Linked DNA regions of Mus musculus: all the other regions are linked to region 1. The links are chromatin contacts, called in public HiChIP or PLAC-seq and promoter capture Hi-C maps. All regions are on one chromosome and are shown on one strand. Each heading gives the region's core, a stretch centred on a gene start, on an enhancer-like site or on the middle of the called end of the contact. The rest is flanking DNA. Distances are from core to core; before and after follow the strand shown.

Region 1 (4,914 bases), core at 1,619-4,118:
ACAGCAGGCCCTCCCTCACAACAGGCTACCCCTTGACATTGCCACCCCATCTTAGCCTGGTCTTCCCCCACCCCACCCCAAAGTCCTCCTTGCTATCATCCTGCACAGACACAAGTGGAAGCAAAGGCAAGAAACACTCAAGTCAGCCAGCCAGCGTGGCGGTGGGCTCCACCTGCAGAGGAAGGGGGCGTTGGAGAGCTGGTGCGGCTGTGGCCCCCCTGGGCAACTGACACGGCTGTCTTCACAGCATAGATGTTCGCCTCCTCTTGGAACTTCCCAATATTCTTCTTGTAGCGAATTCGCTTGTTACCGAACCAGTTGGAAACCTGCAGTGTCGGGCAGAGAGGGTCAAGTGGAACCTTGTCTTGGGGACCCCTCTCTTAGTAACATCTGAGAACCCCCGGAGTACCTGAGAGACGGTGATGCCACACTTCTTGGCAAGCTCCTCTTTGGCCTCCTCACTAGGGTAAGGGTTGCTCAGGTGGGAGTAGAAATACTCATTCAGGACCTCAGTGGCCTGTTTGCTGAAGTTCCGGCGTTTCCGTCTGCAGAGAAGCACCGAGCATGTCAGAAACTCCAGCATCATCATATCATCATAGCACCCTTCTGGATAATGGGGCAGCCCAGGGGTCTTGGAGTGGTTCCGGGGGGGGGGGGGGGGAGGGGGAACGGGACGGGACAGGGTTCCTGAGCCCGACCTGGCATCCAGGAAGCGAGAACGCAGGATCATGACGGCCTCACAGGTGCTTTGCTTCAGCTGCATCTGAATGGCGCTGAACTTTCGATGGATGATGCTAACCATGCGCTCCATCTCCTTGGGGGCGACCGGGCGAGTGCGGCTCTGCTCCCTCAGCAGGTTCATGACGTGAGTTGTGAACTCATTGCATGCCTATGGGAGCAAGGAGGCCGTTGAGGAGGCCCTGTGGCTTGGGGCTTCTAGAGTCAGAGGTCGGGGGGGGGGGGTCCTTTTTACTCTCTGGTCCACCTCACCGGCTCGCTTGCCTCTCCTCACCTGCTCATACTTCTCCAGCTCTGAGTGGTAGATGTGGCGGATCTGGGCAAGCTTGCTGCGATAGTCTGAGTGTTCGATGGAGTTGTCCGGGGATACGCCACCACCGGAGGCTGCGGCAGCTGCAGCAGCTGCTGCGGAGCCGCCCCCTTTCTCGGGTCCAGCCACACCTTCTGCCAGAAGCATGTTGTCCAGGCGCATCAGCTGTGGGTCCACGGGCTCCTCCTCTTGGGAGCTCCGAATGCTAAGGCCTAGCAGGCAGGCAAACAGACTTAAGGAACCCCTCACCCCCCACCCCCATCCCCGGTCAAAGCTCCATCCTCGGTCCCAGGGCTCCAGGGCTTCCCTTCCCCACTTCCTTTCATGCAACCTCCGTGGCTCTCAATTTCCTCAAGGCTTCAAGTTGTCAAACTCTAAGCCCTAAGGCAGAGTCTTGCTCCCAGAAGTGAGCATCAGAGGGGCACCTACGTACCAGTTTTCTCCTTGATTTCACACAGGACACTAAACAGGGCAGGTTTCATTCGGTGACAGTTTAGGGCATGTTTCCTTAGGAGGAACGGGAGGAGAGAAAGGGTTCAGGCAGGAGAAAGACGAGAGGGGTGCCAGGGTGCAAGGTGGGGGCATAATCTGCGAGGGGGTTAAGTGGGAATCGGGGTAGAGTGGAGTCCGAGGGATAGTTGAGATCAGCTGCCATAGCTTCGGGAAGCGGCAGGGTCACAGGAAGCAGAAGATGCAGGCAGTGGGGCTAAAGTCACTATGGGCGGGCTGAGGCTAAGAGGGATGGTTCAAGCAAAAAGATGGAGCAAGGATCTAGAGATGACTGAAGAAATAAAGGTGACTAGGTAGGTTGTGGAGTAGAGAACCGGAGGCTGTCAGTGTGAGGCGGTAGGGGGCCTGAGAAAGGTGGGGGGGGGGGTGCCCTGCTACCTGGGAGTTCAGTACAGAATGTGTGGGCTGAGCAGGGGGAAGGCTGTTGAGGACTCTTGGAGGCCCCGACCTCCGTGGAAGGGAATGTGTGGAGATCCTGGATCCGTACGCGGAGAATGGGGTGGGCTAGCCGGATAGTTAGGGAAGACAGCTTTGGCTGAGAACAGTTTCTAAGTCTGGGAGCCAAGAGATGGGCCAGAGTTGACTGTAGGGGTCAGCAAAAGGTTAGGAGGGAGTGAGACCACCTGGGGTTCGCTCTGTGGAGGAGGCTTTAGGGCCTAGGGGCAAAGCAAGCTTTGAGAGAACACTAGAACTAAGGAAAGAAAAGAGTTGCAAGATCCAGAGAGGGCCCTGGGGGAGGGGGGCTTGCAGAGGACTCAGAGCTGTGAGCGGGGTCCCGGGGTGGGGGCACTCACTTGGCCTGGGCCTCGTCCAGGCTCTGGTCCGTGATGGTCATTATCTGTTGCAGAATGTCCCCGATGTCTTGCTTCCCTCGGCCTCCCGGGACCCCCCCACTTCCCCCACCGGGGTCTCCGCCACCGGGAGGCTCGCCAGGGCCCCCGGGCTCCGCACCTACCAGCCCCAGACCCCCACGGCCCCCGCCCGGAGGAGGCGGCCCCAGCAGCCGCTCGTCCATAGCTGGGGGGGGGCCTGAGGCCCCCTCCCTGCTCGCCCCTCCCCCCGCCGGGTGACTTCCCCCCCAAACTCGCTGGGGCCGCTGCTCCCTCCGCCCCAACCCCGCCCGGCAACCCGCCTCCCGGCTCCCCTCGGGGGTTCACCCCGGCACTGAAGGGGAGACCCGGGGTGCCGCCTGGGCACCCCCACAGGAGACCCCGGCCCCCGGCGGCGGAGAAAATGGAGCCGGAGAGAGAGAGAGAGAGAGAGGAGGCCCAAGCGGGGGTGTGTGTGCGAGAGGAGGGAGGAGGGAGAAGGGGGAACGAGGGAGGCGGCTGGGGGAGGGGAGCGGGAGGAAGAGGAGGGGAGGAGAGGAGGAACGGGGAGGAGCCGGGGGCGGGGAGACGCAGGCCAGGCGGCGGCGGCGGCGGCGGGTGGAGGCGGGGAGCGGCCGGGCGGCCGGGGAGAGACTGGGTTGGCCTCGGCGCTGGCCGAAAGGGCGCTGGGGTGGGTGTCTCGGCCACCTGGGTTCCGAGGCCATGGTCGGGTGGTGCGGACTCCGGCCTCTGGAATGTTCTCCGACAGCTCGGTTCATATTTCTTGTTCTAATGACTCCCCTCCTTGTTCGACTTAATTAAAACCGGGAGACTGGGGGCTGGGGGAGATGATTAGGGAGGTCTCCAGCCGCTGCTTAATGAGCCAGTAATTAACCAGCCAGGGAGGGGAGCTGGCCTCTGGCCAGATCGCTGAGAGCGGCTGCCCCAGGCCTCACCTACCCACCTTGCACCCCCCCACACACACCCCCAGATACCAGTCTTCAGTCCAGAGGGGAATTATGTTTATTCATACAACCAAAACATCAGACAGACTCAGCAGCAGGGTGGGGGCGGGGTAAGAGTCGCTTCACCGCCTCTGGGCCCCTCTGCCTTGGGGCCTGAGACTGCTAGTGCTGGACAATTGTCTTACTCTTCCCTTTTTTTCTCACTAGGCAGGGGCAGGCCGCAGCCCTCACACCCTGTTTAGTAGCTTGACAGCTCAGGATAGAGACTCTTTAACTGTCCTCGGGAGTTGTGTCCACCCTACCTTGCTTATCTTCATGGTTAGAGTACTTGTCCCAAGTCCAGTCCCCAGGGAAAGTGGGTGGTAAATACAGCAATTTTAGCCGGGTCTTCCATCTCTGGTTACCCCTGCCAAACAGGGTTGAAGACCTTCGGGGAGTGTCCCAGCTTTGAGTCCCAGAGAGAAGGGACTGGTGAGGAGCTCCGGTCTCAGCAGGTGTGTGTAGGAGGCCGGGATCTCTGCTCCTCCATTCGACCTCCACCCTGAACTCTCAGCAGCAACTCCAGAAGCTCCTGCCCCCCGGGGGGAAGGGGCGGGTCAGACCGTTGGGCTTCAATCCGCTGGCACTAGAAACGTGGAGGGAGAAAAGGGCATTGGTAGCCCATAATGGTTTTGGGTAAGAGAGGCCAGGGTTGGTGTGGGGCAGATAGGAAATCTGTGATGGGGATGGGGAGACTAGAGGCTTACCAAAGGACATATGCTTAGGGACAAAGAAGTTAGGGCTCAGGCAGAAGGCCAGCTAGGAGACCTGGGTCTTGTCTCCATGGATGCATGTGGGGTGGGATGTGCCTTACCTGGTGACTAAGGATGGTGCTGTAGAGCTGTTCTTTGTCTTCAAGAAGCCGGGGTGGGGCTGGGGCTAGGTTTGGTGGGGCCTCGGGGGTGTGGAAGGTGGCCCTCTGTTCCTCTAGGCGGCGGGACTGGGCTTCGGCCACTAGGTCCAGAAGGAGCTCAGTCTGCAGGGAGAGCAGGGAGCCAGAACGGGGCCCTAGGGCTATGGGAGAGGAAGGAGGAGGATTCAGACCCAGAGGCTATGGCAGAATGGGAGTAGCAAGCGGTGGGGACAGGTGAGCTGGTGGACGAGCTAGGGACCAACAGGTGTGATGGTTAGTGGACCTACACTGGGGTAGCCTGGGTGATAGGGTCAAGATCTTCCAGGGTTGGTGGGGTACCTGTGTGTCGGGTTCCAGGAGGAGGAGGGGAGGGAGGAGCAGATCTCCAAGGCCGAGCGGTGGCATTCACAGGGGGCCATCCCTGATCATCCTGCGGGAGACTCTGATACCAAGACATGTTGTTCATTCCAGTCAGAGGTGTGTGTGGGTGGAGGGCTAGGCCAGTGACCCATTTCCCCTGTGTTTTTGTTCCTGTCTTGGTGTGCCCAAGCTTTCCCAAGTCTCCTGTGTCCACCCGTCACTAGGTCCCACATGTCCCTTCTCCCTGGGTTGGTTCCCCAACCCGGCACCCCAGCAGCTCACCTGTTCACCATCTTCTTCCTGGGGTCTTTCAGCCTCCATCCCTGGACT
Region 2 (4,914 bases), core at 1,140-3,639, 870 kb after region 1:
GCATACAACTGCATTCCTAGTATATGGGAGGCTGAGGCAAGAGCATGACTCAAGATTAGCCCGAATTACATAGTAAGATCCTATCTCAAAAACCGAAGACAGGGCTGGGACTTTTGCTCAGTTGGCGGAGTGCTTGCGTAGCATGCATAAAGCCAGGGGTTCCAGAGTGGCGATGGAGACCTGCCATCCCAGCCCTCAGGAGATAAAGGCAAGAGCAACCCTCTTTGGCTACACAACAAATTGGAGGCCAGCCTAGGATACCTGAGATCCTGTCTCAGCTAAGAACAACAAAGCAAAAATAAAGAAAGACAGATAATGGAGAGCTACAAGATGGCAAGATGTGTACCACTGCAGACTAAGTACATTTCGGAGAGGTAGAGGCAAGGGGAATACTGTAAGAGTGAAATGAGAAGGAGATATCCTTGGAGATGGTGAACAATAACAAGAGTGATATCAGTCTGAGAAAGTGCAAAAATTGTTCAGCAAATGTCCTTGAATAAACATTTTTGTCAAGTCTCAGTGTCTTCAATAGTAATTTTTGTTATGATAGTTACGAGGCATGGGTGAGCGAAATACTCCTGATTTATAATTTCTGAGTTTTATGCTTTTTTTTTTTCTTTTTCTGCTGACAGGAGGTCTCACTATGGCTGTGTCAAGTAGGCTGGCCTACCTCACAGAATCTACAATTCATAGAGATTTGCCTGTTTCTGTCTCTGACGGCTGGTCTTCAAGGCCTGTGCCAGCACATCTAACTTTTTAAACTTCTTTTTACTGTTGCTGTTGGAACTGAACAAAAGTGATTCTACATTGTTTCTTATATGTTCATATTCTGTGGGCAAATTAAAAAAAATGTTACTAAAGCCGGGCGTGGTGACTCATGCCAGGCATGCCCACACTTAGAACTTGGAAGCGGGATTTCCAGGTCATCCTTGTCTGTATATCCACTTCAAAGCCACACTGGGCTTTAGGAAACCCTCTATCAAAAACCCAACCCAAACCAAACCAAATCAGCATCACCATAACCACCACCACCACCATGAAGCTTAAGGTGTGGCTCAGTGGTGGAGCACCTACCTAATGTATCAGGCTGCTGGCTCCATCACAGGCATTGTAAGAATAATAATTCATACTAATAACGTGGGGCTGTGGTGGCATATGCCTATAATCTTACGCTTGTGAGGGTGAGGCAGGACCTGGGCTACACAGTAAGACCTGTCTCTAACAAATAAGCAAACACAATGATTAAAAACCGCTAATGTTTGTCTCACAATATTTATATTAGTTAATGTGTCCCCAGGGTCTTGCACATGCCTGGACCATAATAATGCTTCCTACAGAATTTTGATCTTTTTGGTTTTCCTTCATATGGTTGGCCTTGCTTTCTGTGTAGTTGAGGGTGACCTTGAACTTCCTGGGTGCTGGGATTATAGGCATGTATGACCAAGCCCAGGGCTTTGTGTATGCTAGGCAAGTACTGCTAAGTGTTCTCTCACTGAAACCAGTGCTAGATTGGCAGACAGCAAACCCCAGCCATCTTCCTGTTTACACCATCTACAGCACTGAGGTTACAGGAGTTCGAGGCCCTATTCAGCTCTTTTATGTGGATGCTGGGGATTTTAACTCAGATCCTCATGTTTGCCATGCAAGAGCTCTTGCCCGCTGATCTATCTCAACAGCTCTTTCTACCATCTGTTGCTCCATTTTTTGAATGTATGTCTTGCTTGAATAATTGATGAGTAAATGATGATGGCTTTAGTTTCCTCCACAGAACTCTAACCCCTTTGGGCGGATTTCCTTCTGCAAAATGTGATCATAGCCACCCTAGGATTGGTAAGTGTGATAAAAATGTAGCTCAGTTCACACTGTTTGTGCCTAGCACGGAAGAAAAACTTCATTCCATTCTAGCTCCCGATAGAACTGGGAAGGTGGAGGCCAGAGGATCAGAGAGGTTATCCTTGGCTACAGAGTGAGTACGAGGTTAGCCTGATCTACATTAAAACTGTCTTTAAAAAACACAACAAACAAACAAACAAACAAACAAACAAACAAACAAACGGGGGCCGGGGGGAGCGGAGAAGAAGGCGGAAAGAAGTTATTTGGCAAGTGTGAAGTTGTTTACTTAAGCTCGCCTTTGTTCTGCTCCAGGCTCTGGCAGCAAGTCTACAGCCAGAGATTGGGATGGGGGAGGAGCTGGGATGAGGCGGGGTCCATTTTGGGGGTGGAGCCAGAACGCAGCAGGGGCGGAGTCAGAAGCTGCGGCGCCGCGGGGCCTGGACCGCCCAGGACGTCCCGTATTTTGAAGGCCCCACCTTCTTGGGCGGGGCGTGTATGCTGATTGGCAGATGATACTCAGAGGCAGTCTTCATTGGTTCGCCGTGCTGTCTGCTCGGCGGGCGGTGCCCGGACGCAGGTGCTCGCCGGAGCCGGAGCAAGCCGCTGCTGACGGGCCGGGCCGGGCCGGGACCCGGGCCAGGGAGAACCGAGGGGCCTGCGCGGTCGCCCGGCCCGGCCGCGGAACAGGTAGGCACGGAACAGCGAATGGGCCTGACCCGAGTATGTAGGCAGGTTTCCCAGGTTCCGGGTTCGAGCCTCCGGCTGAGTACTCGAGCGGGACAGATAGGGCGCTACCCTTGGCCTTACTTAGCCCTGCTCAGGACGCAGGCACCTCAATTATCATTTCAAGGTTGGTGAGAGGTCTCCGAGCCTCGCCACGCAGGAGAAACCTCTGTGAGCCTCGGTTTCCCCATCTAGGAAAAGTGGGTCATCTCGGAGCCAACATGATTTAGGAAATGGCTGATGAGAAAAGCGCCTGGCATACAGTAGGAGGTCAATAAGTGACTAATGTCACTCTGAAACCCTCTTCATAACGGTTCTGTTTGGGTGATTATTAACATTATAAAGAGTTGGGGCGCTTCACAAAAAGCTACTCAGTGCACTGTACTGAAAATGTTGTTTTTCAAACAGTAGTCAGGGACTGCCAAGATAGCTCAGCTGGTCAAGGTGCTTGTTGTCTGAGTTCAGTCTTGAGGTCTCATATGGTGAAAGAAAAACTGACAACAGAAAGTTGTCATTTGGACTCCATAGACACACCCTTGCATGAATATACACCACATACATATGCAAAAATACAAGCAAAATAAATATAATTGAAAACACTTTTTTTGTTTTGTTTTGTTTTTCGAGACAGGGTTTCTCTGTATAGCCCTGGCTGTCCTGGAACTCACTTTGTAGACCAGGCTAGCCTCGAACTCAGAAATCCGCCTGCCTCTGCCTCCCGAGTGCCAGGATTAAAGGTGTGCGCCACCATGCCTGGGGAAAACACTTTTAAAAAAACTCTGTAGTCAGAATTAATGTGGTTAGTGGGAAACATACTAGGTAGAAGTATTAAAAGTAATTCCTTTCATCTAAATGAGTAAATTGAAGTTCAGGGAAGTTAAAGCTGTTGCCCAAGGCCATACAGCAAATAGGAAGTAGAGCTTCTGGGATTAGAACTTAGTTTCTGGACTGGGGGTCTAGCTCAGTACTTGCCTAGCATGCACTAGGCCCTTGTTTTATCTCAGTACTGCCAAGAAAAACAACACACACACACACACACACACACACACACCCTAAAGTAAGAAAGAGATGGATGAGGCCCAGAAAAGCAAATTAACTTGAATCAAGACATACAGTATCAGTGACAGAGGCAGAATAAAGTGCCTAGGGCATGGAGCATGGTGGTACAGGCCTGTTAGGTCAGGTGCTCTGGAGGCTGAGGCAGGAAGACTTCAAGGTTCCGCTGGGTTATTTAGTGTAACTTTGGTATTGTTTAGTTCTTTTATTTTTGAGGTCTTACTCTGTAGCCTTGGCTGTCCTGGAACTCCTTACGGAGAACAGGCTGACTTAGAGATTGGATTGCCTCTGCCTTCCAGGTGCTGGGACTAAGCTTGTGTGCCACCATACCATTTTTTTTTTAAATGTATGTGTGCCTCTGTGAATTTATGTGTATTATGTAAGAGCCCTCAGAGGTCAGAAGAAAGTGCTGGATTCCCCAGAACTGGAGTCACAGGCAGTTGTGAGCTACCACATGGGTACTGGGAACCAAACCTGGGTCTCTGCAAGGGCAGTAAATAGTCTTAACTGCTGGCCCATTTCTCTAGCCCACAATTGTGTTTTTAACATTTATCCATTTGTTTGGTTTTGTGTATGTGTGAGTTTGTGAGCCCTCACCCATGGTAGCATATGTAGCGCTCAGAAGACAGCTTTGGGAGTTAGTTCCTCCTACTGGTTGGGTTCTGAGGATTAAACTCAAGTCATCAGAGTTGGTGGTGGCATGTACCTTTTCCCACGGAACCATCTTACCAGACTTTAAACACAAAGAAAGAAAGAGTAAAAGAGAGAAAGAAGGAAATCTCTGGAAGCTGTTCTTGGTGGCACATGTCTATAGTCAGCCCAGGCTCTCAGGAGAATGAGGCAAATGAGGCAGGATGCCTGCTGCAGGTTTGGGTACAACCAGAATCACATAGCCATAAGGTTTATACCATCCTAGGTGGAAAAAAAAAGTGTGGACTGTAGCTTAGTGACAGAGTTTTTACTTAACGTATTTGAGGGCCAGGTGTTACTTACAAAGCTTTCCTGAGAATCTGTGTGTGGGCAGTTCATGGTTGCTGAGGGAGGGAGAAACATTTCCTTTAGTGATGAAGACACTGGTAAGGTGCCCACATGCTTACCTTACTCCTATTTCTTATTGGCGTATTCCTTCAACAACAACAACAAAAACAACAACAACAACAACAACAACAACAACACCCCTAAATACATTAATGTAAAAAAAAAACAAAAAAGAATCTGAGTGTGATGGTACGTTCCTGAAATCTTAGCGGGCAGGAGGCTGAGGCAGGAGAATCACTAAGAATTCAAGGCCAGTATGGGTTA
Region 3 (4,914 bases), core at 1,477-3,976, 660 kb after region 1:
CCGGAGGTTTCGGATGAGGTCAGCACTGCCCCCCACAACACCCTCCCGTGCTGCATACCCTGTCCGAAGCAAGAAGCTCTCAAGCCGGTCAAGTTGACCCTTGACCTCAGAGCCAAAATCCTCAGGGTGAGAGGCCAGCCAAGTTGAAAGTACAGAGATGGCTACCCTGAGAGAAGGGGAATCAGCCAGGGGTCAGAGGTCTAGCCTCAGCACCCTGAGGGGACTGAGGTTCAGACAGGGCCACTCACCCTGTGGTCCTCTCTAGCTCACCGGGAGGATGAGATTCAAGGGCTTCCAGCCTGGGGATGAGGAGAGGGTCTACCTTGTGGCTTTTCCAGCCCCCGCTGGTGCTGGGGGTGCTCAAAGGGAATCCAGGAGCCTCCTAACCCTTGGCCCCTGACCTGTCAGCCACAAGCCCAAACAGGGCAGGAGTGGAGGTGAAGGCCCGGTGGGTGGCCAGCAAGGCCGGAGTGAACATCATGTCAGCCCCTGCTGTCCTGGCATCCAAGAGGTGTCTGACCAGGGCCTCCAGAGTGCCAGCGCGGAGCCGTCGGGAGGAGCGAGGTGGAGGCAAGGGAGCCTGGAGAACATGGAGGGTGTCTCACCGACGGGCCTCCTCAATCTGACTGCTAGACATCTGGGATAATCCAGATCTAGCTTATTTCTGCCCCGGTTCAGAAATGGCTTAAATCACACAACACAGAACTACCTTCACACTACCAGAACTTCTTCAACCTAATGTTCCGGAAAATAAATAAATAAATATTAAATTAAAAACCGAGAGGCAAGACCTCAAAGTCGTGATCTCACCAAGGGGTCAAGAGGCCTGTACTGGCGGCTTGTGACAGTAAAGGTCGCACCATCCTCCTCCTCGTCCCAGACTGACACAGAAGCCTGGAGGAGCAAGAAGAGGAAGTGAGTTCCACAGCACCTCCAGTCCCCAGCCATTGTCCCCAGGCCCTGTTCCTCCCTCTGCACCCCTCACCTGTGATGGCGGGGGACAATACCAGCGAGTGCGAGGGGTAGAGGGTACTGGTGACCCCAGGTCTACCCCACCCTGGGGCTCAGACAGCCCCCCCGGCCACCTCAGAGCTCGGTGGGATGGAAGAGGTTGCAGTGAGGGTTTCAACTGAATGCAGGAACCCCTCTTCTGGCCACCTCCAACCCCCCTTGTCCCACAGCTGAGCCCAACGCAGAAAAGCAGGGCGCAAAGTCAGGAGCAGAGCGCGCCCGAAGAGGCACAAAGCCAAAGGAAGAGAGACCTGAAGCAGAGAGAAGCTGAAACTTCACAAGGCCCGCCCTCCCTGACAGAACCAGAGGAGCCCAAATTTAGTCCTTCCGCAGAGACTCCTTTTCCCCAGGTCCCCAATACAGCTTCCACTTAATCTCAGCACTGGGGACCCCCTGAAGGTGGCGGCTCCAATCCCAGTTACAAGAAGGGGAAGTAAGGATGATGGGGGGGGGGGGCGGTAGACTCAGAGTCATGTGGCCCTAGCCCCTCCCCCGACCGATCCCGAAAAACCAGCCTTGCTAGTCACCCTAACTTTACCAATGTCGGGGCCCAGGAGTCTGGATCCTCGGGCTCCGAATCTAACTTCTGGACCCTCCTGAATCCCTAAATCTTGCTGCGGACTACATCCTATCAGTCTCTTTGGACGAAGATGACCACGCTCTACCTATCCCGGGATCATCTCTCCAGGTGCCGGAACCTCTTGGCTTGCTGCCCTCTATTGAGCACCAGGGGGTGGGGGAAGAGGCGGCGAAATCTGAGGGTTCCCTCCCCAATCCTAGAGTCTGAGGAGCTGGTTACTGTGGAAACAAACCCCTCCCAGCCAAACAAAAAACGAGGAGGGAGACAGGGACCAAGATACAACTGCCCAGTGGCACCCGTCTAAGCAGGTATGGGCAAAGAGGGCCTGAGCCCCGCAGGCACAGTCAGCCCGTCTGCCAGCCAGCCATTCTGGTTCCGGCAGGTTCCTACGGGCAGGTTCCGAGCAGACAGACAGGGCGAACTTCATAGACACCAGGACCCGCAGCCAGGGGACAGATATCCAGAGAGAGTGTGGCGGGCGGGATGCGAGTGAGGCGGGGAGGAAGAGACCGAGGGACCCAGAGACACCGAAAGGAGGAGAGTCTCAGAAATATTTAATGCCCTGCCTCCCGCCACCCGCGTCTCACCTCTTCTTCTTCCTCATCCTCTTCCTCCTGCCCCCCGCCCACGGCCCGGCCACCTGGGTCCCCACCCTCTTCGGGGTCCCGGCTCCGGAAGCTGCTCAGCACGACTCCCCCGGGGGGGGTCGTGTCCAAAAGCAGCCGCAGGGGCCGCGGGAGCATGGCCGAGAGAAGCAATCAGCGGGGTCGGGCCATGGGGGCGCCTGGGGAGAGACGGGTGGGATTGGGTGGAGTCAGACGGGCGTGGGGGAGACGGACAAGAAGGGACCTAGGTGGGAGTCCCTGAGGAAGGCTGGGGGAGGGAGATACGGGAGTGGGGAAACCCAAGCCCTCGGTGCTTGCTTGGGACTTGGGGGCTAACTAGTGCGGAATGGGCAGGGTCACCCGGTGCTCCGGCTCTGACCTGCTCGGGAAGGGCGAGGGCTGCGCGCGGGTCCCGGGCCTCTGTTCTTGTCGGTCTCTGGCCCTCTACCGAGTCCCCTCCCCGGCTTTTCCGCGATGCCCCCCTCCTGCACCCCGCCGGGCTCCCGGGCCCTCCCGCCCTTTCCGCTTCCCCCCTCCCCGCGTCCGCCCGACAGCAGGAGCCAAAAAGGGAAGGAAGTGAGGACAGGAGCCAGGGAGAGCGACTAGGGGAGTGCTGGACGCCAGGGGCTGGGACGCAGGCTGCAGGTGCACTACTCCGCTGTCCCTTGCAGCCCCACTCGGTGGCTCTGAAGCCCGCGTCTCGCAGCAGACACGCTGGAGACCAGGGTCCTGTCTCAAGCCTCCACAGGAAGGCAAACACGGAATTTTAAGTCACTTTTTCTAACCAGAGCGGCGCTGCAACTGCCGAGGAAAGTGCCCTAGCAGTGGCGCGACCCCGTTACTGCAGCTCGAGAATGACACTGCCGCCCCGGCACGAGTGCAACGGAGCGAATCCGCGCCGGGTTTTCTGTGCCGCCCTTATGCCCGCCCACTCGCGGGGAGGGGGCGGAAGCCGGCTAGTGCGGCGCTTCCGGTTCCACTCGGGTCCGTCGCTCCGGGCGTCCGGCTCTCACCGTGCGCCCGAGCGCGCGCGGTTCCCACGGTGGCTATGTCGTCTCCCGGGTGCGAGACGAGGACCGGGAGGTGACCGAGGTTGGCTGTGCTTGGAAACGGGAGAATGAGAGGCCCGCATGGAAACTCGGAAAGACTTTATTAGCTCACGAGGACCGGCGAACAGGAGAGGACGAACCACACGGGGACATTCGTAAAGGGCCGAGACCCACCAGGCCCGGAGATGGTAAAGGTGGACCAGGCAAAAGAAAAGCTGTGGTAGGAATGGAGAGCTGGAGAGGTAGGCTTTAGTCCGCGAGGGAGACACATGGACCTTTCCGTCTCTAGACTACTGCTGTGGGCTGTCCCTGAGGTCTCTAGAATCTTAAGATGCTATGAAGACCTTTCGTCCTAATCCCCTGGCCAGTGGTTCTCAACCTTCTTAACATTAACGCAGTTCAAGTTGTAAAATTATTTTCTTTGCTACTTCGTAACTGCCTTTACTACTGTTGTGAATCCTAATGTCTGGTATTTCCGATGGACTTAAAGGGGGTTGTGAGCCACAGGTTATGAACCCGCCTCTCTGGCGCATACACTGGTTCTTCTCAACCCTGGGACTCTACGCATGTGTGTTCTTATATTTAGTTCTCTCAACAAAGCCCCGCCAAGTAACCCCGACTGACCTGAAACTCCCTATTTGTAGATCAGGCTGGCATGGAAATGTCAGAGATCCACTGCCTCTGCCTCCCGACTGTGGGCATCAAATGAGTGTGGCGCTAAGTCTCGCTTTTTTCTCATCTTAAAAGTTTAGTTCGAGTCCAGCGGTGGTGGCGCACGCCTTTAATCCCAGCACCTGGGAGGCAGAGGCAGGCGGATTTCTGAGTTCGAGGCCAGCCTGGTCTACAGAGTGAGTTCCAGGACAGCCGGGACTATACAGAGAAATCCTGTCTCCAAAAACCAAAAAAAAAAAAGACCTCTAGGCATGGTGTCCAGTGCCGTTTGTCACTCCGAGGCAGAGGGACAGGTGGATCTCTGGGACTTCGAGGCCAGCCTGGTTGGCTTGGTGAGGGTTCAGGACAGCCAGCCAAGGCTACATAGAGAGACCTTGTCTAAAAACAAGAACAAAACAAGAAAGATTGAAACAAACAAAAAAACCTTAAAAAAAAAAATCCGAGCTATTCAATGGAGGGAGAAGAAGAGAAGAAGGCTGTTGTTCTGGGGCAGGGGCTACTGGAGTCATCTGGGCCAGAGATGAGGGTGGCTTCCACAGACGAGAACTTCTTTACTGTGACTTCTGCAAGAGAAGAAAGAAGTGGGGAATTGGAAGTGTTGGGAGGGAAGTGAGTTTCTCCCAGTTAATGTAGAAACATTCTCACAGTTACAGGCGTGGGAGCAGGCTGGGGCTGTCATTTCCCACCGGCCAGACATGGTCATGAGTGTCCTCGCTCCTGAGTCTTCCAGAAGACCCAGTGGGTCAGCTGAGAATCCAAGCAAACCCCACCCCTGGGCTGTGCTCTGAGCTTTGGAAGTCCTTATGTTGTCTACATGTTTACATTGCCTGGATAGGTCAGAGCCGGACTTGGCCACTGCCGCACAGTGGTCTCCCAGGCCACTCCCTGTCACACTTTAGGAGCCTTTCCCTCCATACAGTCTCTTTGCTGCCTATTCTCATGCTTTGATGGTATCCCACTTTACCCTGTAATAAATTCTGATTGTCTTCTGCACTTT
Region 4 (4,914 bases), core at 875-3,374, 640 kb after region 1:
CGGTTCTTTATAATTTAAGTTAGTGCTTAAGTCAGAAGGCAAGGTGGGCGTGGGGCCACACTTTGTAGCTGAGCATAGGTCCCTTGCCTTGTCACCATAACCAACCTGGCATCATGCACCTTTAGAACTCACAGCTTGACAGTAAAACAGGCTCAAGAAAAGTAAAAAATTATATGGAGGCTGAGGTGAGGGTTGTGAAGGTTTTTGGCCTGCATGTCTGTGCATACTGTGCCTCTGGAGGCCAAAAGAGTGACTTAGATCCTCTCTCATTGGGAGTTCGAGTTATGAATGAGTGCTTGGTATATAGTCCAGGTCCTGGAAGAGCAGCCAGTGCACTGAGCCATTTCTCTAGCTCATTCAATGACACTTCCCCCTCCCCGCTAATTCTGGTAGTCACAAAGTCACACCCACTCTTGGGGCTCAAAAAACCTGTTAAAGGTTTGACTTTGTTCATCTGTGCTGCTTTTGTTGAGTTTGTGACACATGTCCAGTGTGGCCCGAACAGCGTTCCCTTCAGTTAGTAGGCAGGCTTTGTCTCTGGAAAGTGATCTGAAAAATGACAGGATCTCTAACTTAGGCTGGCCATAGCAGTCCCGAGTTCAGGGAGCTGGGATAACATCTGCACAGCCCCTCTGCTTTTGAGTAATAGGGTGTGTGTGAGGGGGCTGGAGAGGTGGCTTGGCTGTTAGAGCATTAGCTGCTCTTCCAGAGGATCCAGGTTCAATGACCCAACACTCAACAACCATTAACTCCAGTTCCAGAACATCAGCGCCTTCTGGCCTCTGGTCAGTGTGCCACAGACACACAGACATACAATGCAGGCAAACATAAGACACAAATAGACTGGGCTAGAGAGAGAATCCAGCTGTTAAAAGCTATGACTTCTTCCAGAGGCTCCCAGTGACCACATGGTGGCTCACAACCATCTGTAATGGATTCTGATACCCTCTGGTATCTCTGAAAACTCTGTACTCAGATCTTTAAAAACAAAAGTCTAATAGCCCAAACTTTTGACCTCAGGGCGTGGGGCGGAGATATGCTCATGTGGTGTTGAGGAAAGCAGACATCGACCTCACCAAGAGGGCTGGAGAACTCACGGAGGATGAGGTGGAGCGAGTGATCACCATCATGCAGAACCCACGACAGTACAAGATCCCAGACTGGTTCCTGAACAGACAGAAGGATGTGAAGGATGGGAAGTACAGCCAGGTGTGTTAGGGGACTGGTGGACACGGGTTGTCCGTTAAAACTGGGTGCAGAATCAGGAGATAAAGTTGTCTCCCCTGTCTCAAAATCTAGGTTCTGGCCAACGGTCTAGACAACAAGCTGCGTGAGGACCTGGAGAGGCTGAAGAAAATTCGAGCCCATAGAGGGCTGCGCCACTTTTGGGGGTAAGTGGGTGATGAGGCTTAAGCTGCCCACTCCCAATCAGGCTGCACAGTCCACCGGCTCGCCTCCTGCTGCTCTGTGACCTGTATCTTTTTCTTCTGCAGCCTTCGTGTCCGCGGTCAGCACACCAAGACCACTGGCCGCAGGGGCCGAACTGTGGGTGTATCCAAGAAGAAATGAGTCTCTGGGCCTTTGCTGTTAATAAATAGTTTATATACCTATGACCTCCGTCTCAGTTTGTCTTCCATCTGATAGTACTTAATGCCACAGCGATCCTGAGCTCTGGTAGTTTAATCTGGCTGCAGGTGCCTTCTGGGTACAGTGCTCTTGGTGCACTTGAACGGAAATGTCCCTCATAGGCTCCTGCTGGTGTTTGCTCCTCCCTTTCTGTTGGGTGTTCACAAGGAGACTGCCTTAGGTGCAGCAAACTGGGCGGCAACCACTGTTAAAGGTGGGGCAGCCGGTGTTGAAAACCTCCAGGGGAAGCTTGGGCAGGCTTCAATTGAGTCTCCTGCCGTAGCCGTGCTAAGCTGTTGTGAAGTGGCTACAGCTCCGCCAGATGCTGCTGCTCGGGTGAGTTAACAGCAGATGCTGGCTGCTCTAGAAAAGCAGCCTGGTATTCCGCGTGCTTTACAGTAGGGACGGACCGGGAAGGGCTGGACCTATGTGAAATGCACGCCGCTTGTCGGCTTCCGGCCTAGAGAGGCATGATGGGAAGGTGCGGGGAGGGGCGGGATGGAGCGGAGTTCCGCGTGCACGCTAGCTAGGGAAACGAAGCCTTCCGGGGCCAGCTGTGGTGGGCCAGGGCCGCATTGCACGACAGCATCTGGAGAACAGCATCTGTGATGCGCCAGAGCCCCGCGCATGGGTCACCGCGTCTCCTCAGCAGCAGCTGGTTAAAGCCGTCCTCCCACCTCCCCACGCTCTAACAGCTGTGCCCACAGGTCTCTGCGGCACGCCATGCCCCTCAGCCTCTTCCGGCGCGTCCTCCTGGCGGTCCTACTACTGGTGATCATCTGGACCCTGTTTGGACCTTCAGGCTTGGGGGAGGAGCTGCTGAGCCTGTCCCTGGCATCCCTGCTGCCGGCCCCAGCCTCGCCAGGACCGCCCCTCGCCCTGCCCCGCCTCTTGATTTCTAACTCTCATGCCTGTGGTGGCTCCGGACCCCCTCCCTTCCTGCTCATCCTGGTGTGTACGGCCCCGGAGCACCTGAACCAGAGAAACGCCATTCGGGCATCTTGGGGTGCCATCCGCGAAGCCCGGGGTTTCAGAGTGCAGACGCTCTTCCTCCTGGGAAAACCTAGAAGACAGCAGCTTGCTGACCTGTCCTCAGAGTCAGCAGCACACAGGGATATCTTGCAGGCCTCCTTCCAGGATTCCTACCGCAACCTCACCCTCAAGACCCTCAGTGGACTGAACTGGGTGAACAAATACTGTCCTATGGCCCGCTACATCCTCAAGACGGATGATGACGTGTATGTCAACGTCCCAGAGCTGGTGTCAGAGCTGATACAAAGAGGGGGGCCTTCGGAGCAATGGCAGAAGGGCAAAGAGGCCCAGGAAGAGACAACAGCTATCCATGAAGAGCACAGAGGCCAGGCAGTGCCCCTTCTGTATTTAGGCAGGGTGCACTGGAGGGTGAGACCCACTCGGACACCAGAGTCCCGGCACCATGTGTCAGAAGAACTGTGGCCGGAAAACTGGGGTCCTTTTCCACCCTATGCCTCGGGCACAGGATATGTACTGTCCATCTCTGCTGTGCAGCTCATCCTGAAGGTGGCCAGCCGGGCCCCACCTCTACCTCTAGAGGATGTCTTTGTGGGAGTAAGTGCAAGGCGAGGGGGCCTTGCCCCCACACACTGTGTCAAATTGGCTGGTGCTACCCACTACCCCTTGGATCGGTGCTGTTACGGGAAGTTCCTGCTGACATCCCACAAGGTGGATCCCTGGCAAATGCAGGAAGCTTGGAAGCTGGTGAGCGGCATGAATGGGGAGAGGACTGCACCCTTTTGCTCCTGGCTCCAGGGATTTCTGGGTACCTTGAGGTGCCGGTTCATAGCCTGGTTCAGTAGCTGAGAACCCACAGAAAACAGCACCTCAGAGACCTTTCCCCAAAGTTGGTGCAGAGGCTGCAGATCCCTGTGGTGATCTAGTTCCTCCATTTTCTCACAGCAAACTCTGAAGCTGCAACCAACCAAGTTTACCAAGATAAACTTGGGCCCTGGCCTGCCAGCTCCGGGGAGGGATAAAGCCAAGGGCGGGAAGGGGACTCACAAGCAGGGACAAGGGTCCAATAAACATGTCTCTCTACCTCAAGTGCAGCGTCTTCACCAGGCCCCCAGCACACCTGGAGAGCCCAGAGCTTTCAGTACTGCTGCATGTTGGTCTTTGCGACAACCACAATGGGGATAACGCCCCCCTCTAGGGTGAAGGCTTGGGCAGTGGTGGGGAGACAGGCAGGGCAGTGAGCTGAGTCTAGAATAGCCACACAGGGAAGAGCAGACCTACAGGATGGTCCAGACACGTCTCCAGAAACCTTGTTTAATGCCCACACACCCAAGGAGCTGTCTGCTCCTACCCAGTTAAGATGTAAGGCACATGGGACAATTTCCCTATGGATCTTTGTGTTCCCTTTATATATGTGTGTGTGTGTGTGTGTGTGTGTGTGTGTGTGTGTGTGCGCGCTGCCCCATGTGGGCATGGAAAGGTAAAAAGACACTTGTGTGTTTTCTCCTGCCAAACGTGTTTTCTGGGAACTGAACTCAAGTTTGGCATCAAGTGCCTTTGCCCACTGAGCACTCTGGCCCCTAAGGGTCAACTTGGAGACCGCCTTCTCTGGCTCGTCGTACAAATCTATCCAGTGCAGAGGGACGGGCTCCAGGAGGCATGGCCATATCCTGCTTTTTCTTCTGCTGCTGCTGCTCAAGGCTCTGCCGGACTTTGTCCTGGAACAAGGTGGGAAAGGAGCGTAAGGCACTGAGCATAGGCTGATAAGGCTGCAGGCGTGCATGCCAACACCCGCCCGAGCTCACATACCCTGTGCTCCTGGTCCATGACCTTCTTCTTCCTCTTCACTAGGCTCGCCGTAGAGCTTCGGCCCTTCTGCTTGGCCTTGGGCTGAAAGGCAGCCTTGGCGTCTGGATCATAGCCCTGGCATGGGACATGAAGGAGGTCAACAGCAGGCCCAGTGCCCTGGCAGCACCTATATCCTGCGCTGCACTTCAGGATGGGGTGGGGTATAGAGGCGAGGGCTGGACACTCGGGCTGCGCACATAGCAGGTGGCTCCATACCAGTCTCTCTATCCGCTCCTTCTTCTGCTGCTCCAGAGTGACCACATCCACCTCTGCCAGGGCTCGGGGGTTCAAACAAATGAGCTCTGCAGGTACCTGCGAGGGTCACAGGACAGCGATGTGTAAGGAGCCACGGGGAGGTGACACCAGAAAGGGATGGGAGCCAGGGAGGGCCGGGCTCCAGCACAGCTCACCTTCTCCAGCAGGGCCTTCACCTCCCATTCCTGGCGCTGC
Region 5 (4,914 bases), core at 1,751-4,250, 610 kb after region 1:
TGAAGTCTGGTTATAGGTCTAGAGACAGGTAACACAGCTGCTGAACAACCCTGGAGTTGAGAAAGGACTGTTGGATTCGATTGGCGCACATATGTGAGAACCTCAGAATGGAAGGAAGGAAATGTGTTGAGTTCAGGGAAATGGTTTGCCTTTGTTTCAACATGAAAAGTAAAGCTATAACTTCCTTCAAAATTCATAAAGATGAGATTTGACCAGAGGAGACATCCTGAAAATCTTGGCTGCAAAAATGAAGACAACAAGCAGATCAACAAAACTAAACAAAACATGAATTCTCATCCCTCTATGTGGAAACAGCTATGAAGAAGGCCAAGAATGGAATGTCTCCAGCCAGGATGTCAGCTATTCATGTCCAATAAATCTTGTTGGCTACAAAGTCCACATGACTTATGAGGTTATCCTTTCATGTGGCACAAGTGGATATTTATATTGCAGCTTGAGTATATAGCGCAAACAGAGTTATAAAGCTCTGTGCACACTGTACATTCCATACATGTGTTAATGTAGAAATGCATATCACCTATAAAAGTTTGTGTGTTTACAGAGAAAGGACCAGACACCAAAGAAGACAAGACAAATAGCCTAAATGATCCAACCTCAAACTGCCTTAATGGCTGGCCCCTCAAAATTATGCATCCAGAACAACTTCAAAATAGCTAATCTTGCAGCCTCAAAGACTGCCCCACCCAAGGATTCAGCTAAGCCCTGCACCTTCCTAGCACACAGCGAATGCACAGCAAATGTTACAGCTTGCTTTCTTAGGACTTGACCATTATCCTCATTGCCTTGGTGCCCCTGAGAGATATCATCATTCCCAGAAAGCGGGAAACAATTTTATACACACTAAGCCCTCATTCCCAAGAGTGGGGTGGTAGGTATGTGGTTGTTGAGTGGGTGTAGAATAAGTAGCAGTGGTCACAAGATCTTAAAGGTTCTGGTCATGGAGCAAACAAAGGGAAGGAGATTAGATTCTGGGGTTTCTCTCTCTCTTTTTCTCTCAGTCGTTCTTTCTCTACTATCTGGCCAGGCATTGGTGGCACACGCCTTTAATCCAAGCCCTTGGGAGGCAGAGGCAGGCAGACGTCTGAGTTTGAGGCCAGCTGGTCTACAAAGTGAGTTCCAGGACAGTCAGGGCTATACAGAGAACCCTGTCTCGAAAAAAGAAAGAAAGAGAGAGAGAGAGAAAGAAAGAAAGAAAGAAAGAAAGAAAGAAAGAAAGAAAGAAAGAGGGGGAGAAAGAAAGATAGTTTTAATAATAATAATAATGGTAATAATAATAAATAATAATAACAAAATGTTTAGCCTCTCCTTTTGCTCACAATCCAGAAGAGGTAGTGGAAGAGAAAAGTTATTTAGATATGGGGGAAGTGGACCTGTTTAACAATAGCTTTTGGGGGGCAAGCTCAATTTTCTTTGTCAGCAGTTCAGTCCCATGGCAAACACCAAATACGAATCAACAGCTTCAGTCCAGACTTCTTGGCCAGCAGACCCCATACAGGAACCAGCAGGTACAGTCCAGTCCTCTCAGTAGGGAAACACCATGCCTGAATCAGCAACTGTAGAAACCAGAAGAGCAAGCAGACACAGAGCAAGCCTTTCCTTCTTCCAGGTCTTCATGTAGGCTTCCAGCAGAAGTCATGGCCCAGAGCAAAAAGTGGGAGGGGCTCCTGCTCAAATATTCTGGTTTACACCTGTGTCTTCCTACCTCAAAGAAAAGGATCAGAAATTGATTTTCACACTTCAAATTAAGCAAAAACACCTCACAGATGCTGCCCTCCATTTTGAGGTTTTAGTTAACCCCACATGTAGCTGACATCAAAGAATCATCACCATGGTCCCTGTCCGAGTTCTGGAACTGCTCTCTGGGGCTTTGCAGCTCCTTTTAGCACCCATGGCTCTGCCTCCTGCCTCCCCTCTTACAGGGAGTTTTCTTCCCACGGCTGGAAAAGCACGTAAAGTTCTTCTGGATGTAGTTTGATGAGAGCAGGGCGGCCTGAGACCTGAGAGCCCTGGAGAAGTGCAGATAGGAAGGAGGCCCTGGGGCAGCTCAGCAGCCTGGATCCCCTTTACCCTCAGCTCTGTGGGTTCAGACGCTGTCCTCTTTGTTTCTTCCACCAGGCGGCGCTGTTGCCCAAGAATGCGATGCTTCTCTTTCATCTTCAACAGGTGAGACTCTGGAGGGTCTGCAGTGGGAGGGAAGATGGGAAAGGGGACACCTTTCTCTGCAGGAATGCTCTGGATGTTGGGATGTCATGGGCTGTTACAAATTAGCATTCAAACGTCTGAGTCGAATTTATCTTGTTCATAGGGAATCAAAAACTCACATCAGCTCAAGTGCAAAGATGAGCACACACTGTGTCTTCTTCCTGGGATGAGGCTGTGACCCACTGGGCATGGTAGGTTCATAAAATGAAATATCATCTGTATTTTTAATTTTATGCTTTTTGACAAATTGTCATTTCAATACACTCTATTTCAACCATCTTTTCCTGTCCTGTTACAGAGCGCTCTTCATTGGCTGGTGGGACAGTGATGTCCAAACATTCCTGTGCCCTCCACTCCTGTCCTCACACTCTGGATGTGTAGGAGAAAGAGAAGGAGTATTTTTCAAATCATATTTTTAAAATTTTATTGTCATGAGATGTAATCATTTTTGTATGTGAATATGTATGTGCACTAGCACTAGCATTCGATCCCTGGGAACTGAAGTTGCAGATGGTTGACAGCCACCATGTGCTGATGGAACTCACCCTGGATCCTCTGCAACAGGAACTGTTACAAACGCGTTCTCTCACACCCGGCCAGGAAGAACACAACAACCAGAATCTTCTGCGGCAAAGCTTTATTGCTTACATCTTTATGGGGCCAGAGCGCCAGAGCGCGCGGGAGAGCGAGGGCGCGCCAGAGCGCCGAGTCCTATTGTTACATCTTTAGGCAGCGAGAGAGCGCAAGGCGCGCAGAGCCAGAGAGATGCCAGCGAGAGAGAGATGGCGGAAACCCCCTCCCTCTTTAAGGAGAACTATATTTTTGCTAGGATGCATCACTCCCTGATTGGCTGCAGCCCATGGCCGAGTTGTAGTCACGGGGAAGGCAGAGTACATGGGGGGAGGAGTACCCTGGCACATGCGCAGATTATTTGTTTACCACTTAGAACACAGGATGTCAGCGCCACCTTGTGACAGCGAATGTGGGGCGGCTCCCAACAAGGAACACGTGCTCTCAGCTCTGAGCCATCTCTCCAGCCACCACTGGAATGTTCACATCAAAACCACACAGCTGATCCACAGCCTGCTGCTGAGCACATGAGAGAAACTAGAGGCCCAGGAAGAGACAGTGTCAGTGCATAGCTCAGGAGGGAGGGGAGCTGGGCACTGATGGGGAGAGGCCTGAGGACAGAGACAGAGAGGGGCTGAGCAGGAGGGGACAGAGGCAAAGGGGGAGACCTAACTCCGCAGAGTCCCCTGTTGGAGGGTATCTCTGTCAGATTGCACTGGACACATCTGCAGAACCCTGCTGGTCTCTTCCATTTCATAGTGAACGCTATGCTGGTTTGAATGAGAACAGCCACACGGGCTCATAGGAATGAATCCTTCATATCCAGCAGATGGAACTCTTGAGAAAGATTGGAGGTGTGGCTTGGTTGGAGAAGTGTCACTGGGCTGGGCATTGAGGTTTTAAACATTTCCAGGCTCCAGGCACCTGCGTTTGGCTGTGCCTGTGGTCTGGCTGGACTTTAATGGCGTAGGTTGCGGAAAGCTGGACCAGGGACCATTATAGAGCAGGTGAACGTGCAGACCGCCATTGCGCATGAGCAGGAGCTGCTCAAGATGACTGACAGGCGTTTCAGGAAGTGCATCAGGAAGCCTGGGGCTCCTTGGACAACTCTGAGCAGGAATGCATCACCATATGCATGGACCGTTACAAGGACGCCTTGAACACTGTGTCCTACGCCTACAACTCTCGACTGCCACTGGAACAAGCCAACGTGTGATCGACACCTGTGCTTTCTGACAGTGCTCTCAGAAGACAGCAAGGACCAGTGTGAGTGCAGGGACATGGCTGACCCACTGAGCTGTGACCTCATGAGAGAGCAAGCCAATGAAGCACTGATGGGAGGGTGGGGAGGAGCGACTCCCACTGTTCCCAGTGTCTCTCCTTTGGTATGCAGATAGATGTGTGAGCTTACACTGTTCTTGTACCATGTCTTTCCTCTGCCGTCATGGATTCACATTCTCTGAAAGTAGAGAACAGATTAAAAACATTCACAACTTGATGGGGTCCCAACGTCTTATAGTCGTAGAAAAGTAACGAAAGCCAAGTGTGATGACACAGGCCATTAATCCCAGCAGACAGGCGAACTCTGTGAGTTCAAGGCCAGCCTGATGAACATGGTCATCTGTGGAGACCCACCTTGCCTTATAAAAACAGGATAAAACAGAAGAAAAGTAACAGAGACAGATCCTTCTGTGGAGCTGCTTAAGGCCAGTTGCTTCCCTAGTCAGGATGAAACCTAAGAGCATCAAGTTCTCAGGGAAACGGGGGAGAGGTCAGGTCAAACTCCACACAACCAAAACCTGTGTAAACTTAATCTTTCCCAATATCACTGATCAGGGGTGAAACCTCGAAACACCAGTGTGTGCTCTCTGGCATGAGGATCATCTTTCTTCCAGTGTCCACACTGCACAGGCGTGAGGAACTCTGGGGCCAACTCAGTTATCAGATCCAGTGTCCCACACAGCTGTGACATTCATGTCTCTCACCTCATCAGCTCTTAAGTGTGAGTGAAGGTCAGGGAGGGAGGGAGAGGGTCAGAAATTACATAACTTCTACCACACTATCATCCTTTTTCTGTGGTATAGTCGGTGACAGCTCCTCTCCTACTGTGATTAAGTCACT
Region 6 (4,914 bases), core at 1,046-3,545, 530 kb before region 1:
CTTCTTCAGCCAGCTGGGCAGCATCTCTGCCTCCCAGGTCACAGACTCCAACCCAGGCAGCTCCTCGGCCCAGGAGATAGCGCACAGCGGCGCCCTGGCCTGCTCGGGCAGCACACATCAAGGGAGTCCACCAGAAGGCATCACGAGCATTGATATTCCCTCCAGCTCCCCCTGCCTCTTGGGGTTCTAGCAGCCTCCGGAGTTCTGTCAGATCCCCATTCTGGGCTGCCAGCAGGATCCACTGGGCCATCCTGTCTTCATCCTCAAGTGCTCTTCCTTGTCTGGGGACTCCTGCTGCTGCAGGCTCCCTAGTCACTCTTCTTCTCTTCTTCTTCCTCTCCCTCATAGGTTCAGCTCTCTGGGGCTTAGAGGAACTACTGTCATCTGCGATTAGAGCCTCATAGAAAGCCCGGGCAGCAGCCCCGTCCAGGACAGGCTCTGCTTTCTCCTGCTGTGGTTGCTGCTGCCCATCCTTCCAGAGGTCACTGGAGTCAGCCGCTGGGGTAAATTCGATGAAGGATGGCCTAGACATGCCTGTGAGAGAAACAAGAAAATGAAGACTGGGCAAGGCAAGGATGTGACAAGCAAGCGATCCAACCATTCAGGTAGCTATTGTGAAGATGACCAGCACCACCTCTGGGGGCCCGCTGAGATGGGAAAGCAGCCTAGAACTAAAATGGGCCTCCCATCCCAAAACTGACTTCATAGTTAGGATTCTGTGGAGCCCGGGCCTCATGGGTAAAAGGGACCCCAGGAATAACAACAGATCCTGTCACGATGGGATGGGTAAAACAGACCCCAGGAACAACAGATCCTGTCATGATGTTAATAAAATTTCATGAGGGCATAGTAGATATGAATCTGTGTAGAATGCTTGTTTCAAATTTGAGAATTCTAGATTCTATCAATAACACAGAAAAGAAAAAGGGTAACAGGAAAAAAATATTCTACAAGACAGTTGTTAATGGGTTCTGTATTCAACTCCCATCTTCCTACAAACAAAAATGCCAGGCTCTCTCTGAAAACATTCCGCTAACACATACAGGAAATATAAGGTCGACACCCCCCCCCCTTTTTTTTTCGAGACAGGGTTTCTCTGTATAGCCCTGGCTGTCCTGGAACTCACTCTGTAGACCAGACTGGCCTCGATCTCAGAAATCTGCCAGCTTCTGCCTCCCAAGTGCTGGGATTAAAGGCGTGCGCCACCACTGGCCCGCACAGGTCGACCTTTTAAATCTTGCTCGATCTTATCTAGGGGTCCCCTTTTCCCAGATTAAAAACAGGCATGACATTACTCCGGGAGGTTTCTGGGGAAGCTGCATTGTCACTTCTGTACCGCAAAATGTCGCTCTTGTAATCTGTAAGATTGGATACAATCAAATAGCCACAGGGCAGAACGAGGCATGCGCAGGAGCAACAACAACAAAACATCCATAAGGTTCAAGTTTCCCGCGCTAGAACCTTTTCTAGCATCCTCGTAGTAAAGCATCGCGTGCCCAGTAGCGCGAGGACCCAAGGGGGAGCCTGTCGGTTGGGGTCCTGCTTTTACATAACGCCCCCACAATGCCCTTCGCCACCCTCCGCGTTCAGAAAGACTCTGAGGACACAGTGGGGAGACCTGTGGGATGCCGAGGAGCTGTGAGATGAAGTAACATCACGGTTACCCCTCACCACTGCTCTGAGCAGGGTTTGAAGAACAGTCAGGGTCATCAGCACAACTCTCTACCCCAGCTCTGAGGAGATGGAGAAGTACAAAGGGACAAGCGGCGGCAGAATGGCTGGCCCCACCTCAGGTTAGCTCGCAGGGCGGTCCAGGTTCTCACGCAGCGTGCACAGCTCAGCGCATCCCAAGCACACCCGACCTAAGTCCCTCACCACAACTCTGCGCATGCCGGAGCCCGAGCGCACTCTGTCGCGGGCCTGGCGAGAGAACCAGGATCCCGTGGGTTGGCCTGGCACAGGGAAGAGGGAGAAAAAAAAGCAAAGCGGAACGCTGAGGGAGCACCGCAGGGATGACAATCAGCCCGAGGACCTACCCGGCAGCTTAGCGAGCCTAACAAGACTATATTTCCCAGGCTTCCTGGTCGGGAAGACCCCCTGCTCCGCTTCCGCTTCCGGTGGCGCCTCGGTTCGCCCCGCCCCCAGGCGGCTTCCTCTAGGGCCTCGCGGCCCTTAGAGAGTCATGCGCGGGTCCTCTTGGGATTGGTAGTTTGTCTTCCCCTCATTTCGTCAGTTTCTCTCTGCCGACGGGACTACATCTCCCGGCGTCCACGGAGGTAGGGGGCGGTTCTTAGCGCCTGCGCGTTGCCCTTTTCTCACCCAAATCCTCACCAGTTTCCAGTGGCCCCCCCCCTCCCTACTTCGTCTGCTGCGGCCGGGTCGGCTTTTTGCGCTGTAGTGGTCTCTGCGGTTCCTTGGAAGCACAGCTCCCCTTCCCCGCCCCAGTCCCAGTCCCCGTCCGGCCGGTGAGTGTGGGGTTGTCCCCGCGTCGAGTCGCCCGTCCCTGGGCGCGGCACTCTGGTTGGAGCTCCTCGATGTGGGGGCGACGAAGGAAGTGACCGGGTCGGTAGCCGAAGGAGGTCGGGGGCCCTGGGCGAGAGGAGGCGGCTTTTGGGGACGCTCGTGAGACCCACAGAAGTGTGGTGCCTTCGCCAACCCTGCGAGTGCAGGAGAGGCCGGCTCTGTTGGGGAAAATGAACTTCGGAAGCCTTGGGACAGGCGCCAGGAACATGCAGGCACCTGCGGTGGTGGGGAGCCGGAGCCGAGGGCCCTGTCGCGGCTGACATGGAGGGGAGAGGGGCCTGGCTTTGAGGAGCGCCAGGGACGAGGGTCACACTAACAGATCAGGACCTGTCATTTTCTGGAAAGTAGCGAAACTTATTGCCAGCACACTGCAAGGGGGCTGAGGTGAAGGAGAGAAGCTTGGAGATGCTTCAGAGGCCGGGATCCTTCAAGCCTGGCTGGACTCAGATTCTTCCGTTGTTGTGGAGAATGTGTGGGAGGAGGGAAGAGACAAGAAACAGCTTGGTCTCCACTTACTTAACGCTCTTCTTTCACAGCGGACATAAAGATGAGTAGCTCTGAGGAGGTGTCCTGGATTTCCTGGTTCTGTGGGCTCCGTGGTAATGAATTCTTCTGTGAGGTGAGTTTAGGTCGGCCAACTCCACATGCCCTCGATGTTTTATTTTATGTTGTTTGAGAGCAGATTTCGACGGAACTCACTATGCAGCCTAGACTGGCCTTGAACTCCTGGCAGTCCTACTTCCTCAGTCTCCTGAGTGCTAGGATTTCAAGGTTTTGTCAATATGCATGGCTAACAGAGGTACCTCTGGGTGACCACTAGGATAATTAAAATATTTCATGTTAAAGTTGGGTAATGTGCAAAGCCCGGTGGCTTCAGTAGAAAATTACAAATGCCTTTCAGAAACTAAACTGTTTAGCCTTCATGATTCCCAAGTCTTCAACTCAGAGAGTTTGCTATCCCCAAGAAGATGGCAAGTGCGGTTTCTAAAATAAGCTTGTGTCGAAGCTGAATAATGTCTATGTCTTTGCTGGAGATGGTTAGCCTTAAAGAAAGGGCCTGCAGTTTTTATGAGACTTCAGTACCTCTGCAGAATTGGGAATAGGACACGAGAGGTGACTTGGCTGAGGATAAGACATCTCTTGGGCCCAGGTGGAAGATGGGCCTTCCTATATTATTTTCAACCCCTTGGCTTCCCTGTGCCCGTAGGTGGATGAAGACTACATCCAGGACAAATTTAATCTTACTGGACTCAATGAGCAGGTGCCTCACTATCGACAAGCTCTGGACATGATCTTAGACCTGGAACCTGGTAATGTGCCCTTAGGGTTGTTGCTGACTGTGGGGTTGGTGATAAAGTGTGCACTCCCCTCCATAGGTGCTTTGTTTTCATTTTCTTCTAGTCTCTGCTCACTGGCCTCTTGAGGTGGTTGTTGTGGGAGGTGGAAACTGGGTTTTCTTTTTTCTTTTTCATATATATATATTTTATGTATATAAGCACACTAAAGCTGTACAGGTGGTTGTGAGCCTTCATGTGGTTGCTGGGAATTGAATTTAGGAACTCTGCTCTCGAGTCAAACCCGCTCACTCAGTCCCTGCTCACTCTGGCCCAAAGATTTATTTATTATTATAAATAAATACACTGTAACTGTTTTCAGACACACCAGAAGAGGGCATCAGATCCCATTACAGATGGTTGTGAGCCACCATGTGGTTGCTGGGATTTGAACTCAGGACCTTAGGAAGAGCAGTCAGTGCTCTTAACCGCTGAGCCATCTCTCTGGCCCGAGACAGGTTTTCTTGGGTAGCCTTGTCTGTTCTAGAACTCATTCTGTAGACCAGCCTGTCCTTGAACTCACAGAGATCTGCTTGTCTCTGCCTCCTGAGTACTGGATCACAGACTGGCTTGCTTCTTGAATTTCTAAATTTCCTTTTAATAATCCAGCTCTCTCTCCTATCCCCAGATCCCTTGCTCCTGTCTTTTCTCCCCCACCTCAAGGCCCAAGCATTCATAACCCAAACTGGACTTTACCCCTTGGTCTTTCTGCCCTGCTTTCGATGGCTGAGTCGTGGCACACACAGCAGTGCTTGGCTTCTTCACTGTTTTGATTCCTTATGACTCTTGCTTTGTCTCCAAGCTCTCTGAAAGTAGCTCAGTTCTGGTTCGTAACGATAGTTTCCTCTCGGGTTTGGTGTGCTGCTGCCTCTTCCCCTCTGCTGCTCTAGAGGGCCTCCTCTGCGTTTGTGTGTTTACATTTACTTACTGTGAAAAGAGAGGCAGGCAGAGACTAAAGAGGAACACAGAGAAGGCCCTGCCGAGCAGTCTTGCTTTGTAGAAGAATCAAAAGCCCAGGTTTCTGGGTCAGATGTATAGATGATGGGTAGGGCAAGGC

Evidence for each region. Promoter capture Hi-C pulls out the DNA fragments that hold promoters and counts their contacts. HiChIP or PLAC-seq counts read pairs in DNA pulled down with a chosen protein or histone mark.
Region 2: a contact with region 1 is called in a promoter capture Hi-C map of liver, with 3 times the contacts expected there. The contact joins the promoter of Marchf2 here to the promoter of Pbx2 in region 1. A contact is called at or near these places in 2 of 39 promoter capture datasets (liver and pre-B cells).
Region 3: a promoter capture Hi-C map of liver shows a contact between it and region 1, with 4 times the contacts expected there. The contact joins the promoter of Rgl2 here to the promoter of Pbx2 in region 1. A contact is called at or near these places in 6 of 39 promoter capture datasets (embryonic stem cells, hippocampal neurons, liver and 1 more), 5 of 484 Hi-C or Micro-C datasets (cerebellum, cortical neurons and embryonic stem cells), 4 of 115 datasets of contacts at active chromatin or transcription factors (embryonic stem cells, forebrain and pancreatic cancer cells) and 3 of 9 other capture datasets (liver, macrophages and pancreatic islet).
Region 4: an HNF4G HiChIP or PLAC-seq map of pancreatic cancer cells shows a contact between it and region 1. The contact joins the promoter of B3galt4 here to the promoter of Pbx2 in region 1. A contact is called at or near these places in 9 of 39 promoter capture datasets (the HPC-7 cell line, HPC-7-derived erythroid cells, cranial neural crest and 6 more), 4 of 484 Hi-C or Micro-C datasets (CD4 T cells, the G1E-ER4 cell line, embryonic stem cells and 1 more), 7 of 115 datasets of contacts at active chromatin or transcription factors (Th17 cells, embryonic forebrain, embryonic stem cells and 2 more) and 1 of 9 other capture datasets (liver).
Region 5: a promoter capture Hi-C map of hippocampal neurons shows a contact between it and region 1, with 4 times the contacts expected there. The contact joins the promoter of AA388235 here to the promoter of Pbx2 in region 1. A contact is called at or near these places in 7 of 39 promoter capture datasets (the 3T3-L1 cell line, the HPC-7 cell line, cranial neural crest and 3 more), 1 of 484 Hi-C or Micro-C datasets (the G1E-ER4 cell line), 12 of 115 datasets of contacts at active chromatin or transcription factors (bone marrow-derived dendritic cells, bone marrow-derived macrophages, embryonic forebrain and 9 more) and 2 of 9 other capture datasets (adipose tissue and liver).
Region 6: a contact with region 1 is called in a promoter capture Hi-C map of liver. The contact joins the promoter of Csnk2b here to the promoter of Pbx2 in region 1. A contact is called at or near these places in 9 of 39 promoter capture datasets (the C10 cell line, the HPC-7 cell line, cranial neural crest and 5 more), 7 of 484 Hi-C or Micro-C datasets (CD4 T cells, the G1E-ER4 cell line, LSK cells and 2 more), 9 of 115 datasets of contacts at active chromatin or transcription factors (VIP interneurons, craniofacial prominence, embryonic forebrain and 6 more) and 2 of 9 other capture datasets (adipose tissue and pancreatic islet).

The regions. Positions count from the first base shown.
Region 1 is chr17:34,590,213-34,595,126 of GRCm38.p6, reverse strand. Pbx2 (pre B cell leukemia homeobox 2) reads right to left here and starts at 2,868. Exons shown (of 9, transcript NM_017463.3): 1 at 2,353-2,868; 2 at 1,482-1,555; 3 at 1,013-1,260; 4 at 699-889; 5 at 410-545; 6 at 173-326. The coding sequence starts at 2,573. Gpsm3 (G-protein signalling modulator 3 (AGS3-like, C. elegans)) reads right to left here. Exons shown (of 4, transcript NM_134116.5): 1 at 4,867-4,914; 2 at 4,564-4,666; 3 at 4,186-4,385; 4 at 3,373-3,957. The coding sequence starts at 4,905. The coding sequence ends at 3,820.
Region 2 is chr17:33,716,152-33,721,065 of GRCm38.p6, reverse strand. Marchf2 (membrane associated ring-CH-type finger 2) reads left to right here and starts at 2,389. Exons shown (of 5, transcript NM_001252480.1): 1 at 2,389-2,520.
Region 3 is chr17:33,927,706-33,932,619 of GRCm38.p6, reverse strand. It overlaps Rgl2 (ral guanine nucleotide dissociation stimulator-like 2), which reads right to left and starts at 2,726. Exons shown (of 18, transcript NM_009059.2): 1 at 2,576-2,726; 2 at 2,179-2,375; 3 at 811-894; 4 at 402-580; 5 at 249-299; 6 at 1-166. The coding sequence starts at 2,334. Tapbp (TAP binding protein) reads right to left here. Exons shown (of 8, transcript NM_009318.2): 8 at 3,330-4,480. The coding sequence ends at 4,469.
Region 4 is chr17:33,948,698-33,953,611 of GRCm38.p6, reverse strand. It overlaps B3galt4 (UDP-Gal:betaGlcNAc beta 1,3-galactosyltransferase, polypeptide 4), which reads left to right and starts at 2,124. Exons shown (of 1, transcript NM_019420.2): 1 at 2,124-3,700. The coding sequence starts at 2,350. The coding sequence ends at 3,465. It overlaps Rps18 (ribosomal protein S18), which reads left to right. Exons shown (of 5, transcript NM_011296.3): 3 at 1,021-1,209; 4 at 1,300-1,391; 5 at 1,494-1,614. The coding sequence ends at 1,569. Wdr46 (WD repeat domain 46) reads right to left here. Exons shown (of 15, transcript NM_020603.2): 12 at 4,875-4,914; 13 at 4,681-4,776; 14 at 4,426-4,539; 15 at 3,917-4,334. The coding sequence ends at 4,197.
Region 5 is chr17:33,979,578-33,984,491 of GRCm38.p6, reverse strand. It overlaps AA388235 (expressed sequence AA388235), which reads right to left and starts at 3,000. Exons shown (of 1, transcript NR_033305.1): 1 at 1-3,000.
Region 6 is chr17:35,118,673-35,123,586 of GRCm38.p6, reverse strand. Csnk2b (casein kinase 2, beta polypeptide) reads left to right here and starts at 2,295. Exons shown (of 7, transcript NM_009975.3): 1 at 2,295-2,465; 2 at 3,060-3,142; 3 at 3,731-3,833. The coding sequence starts at 3,071. It overlaps Gpank1 (G patch domain and ankyrin repeats 1), which reads right to left and starts at 635. Exons shown (of 2, transcript NM_032460.2): 1 at 1-635. The coding sequence starts at 601. It overlaps Gm20522 (predicted gene 20522), which reads left to right. Exons shown (of 3, transcript NR_168268.1): 3 at 349-852.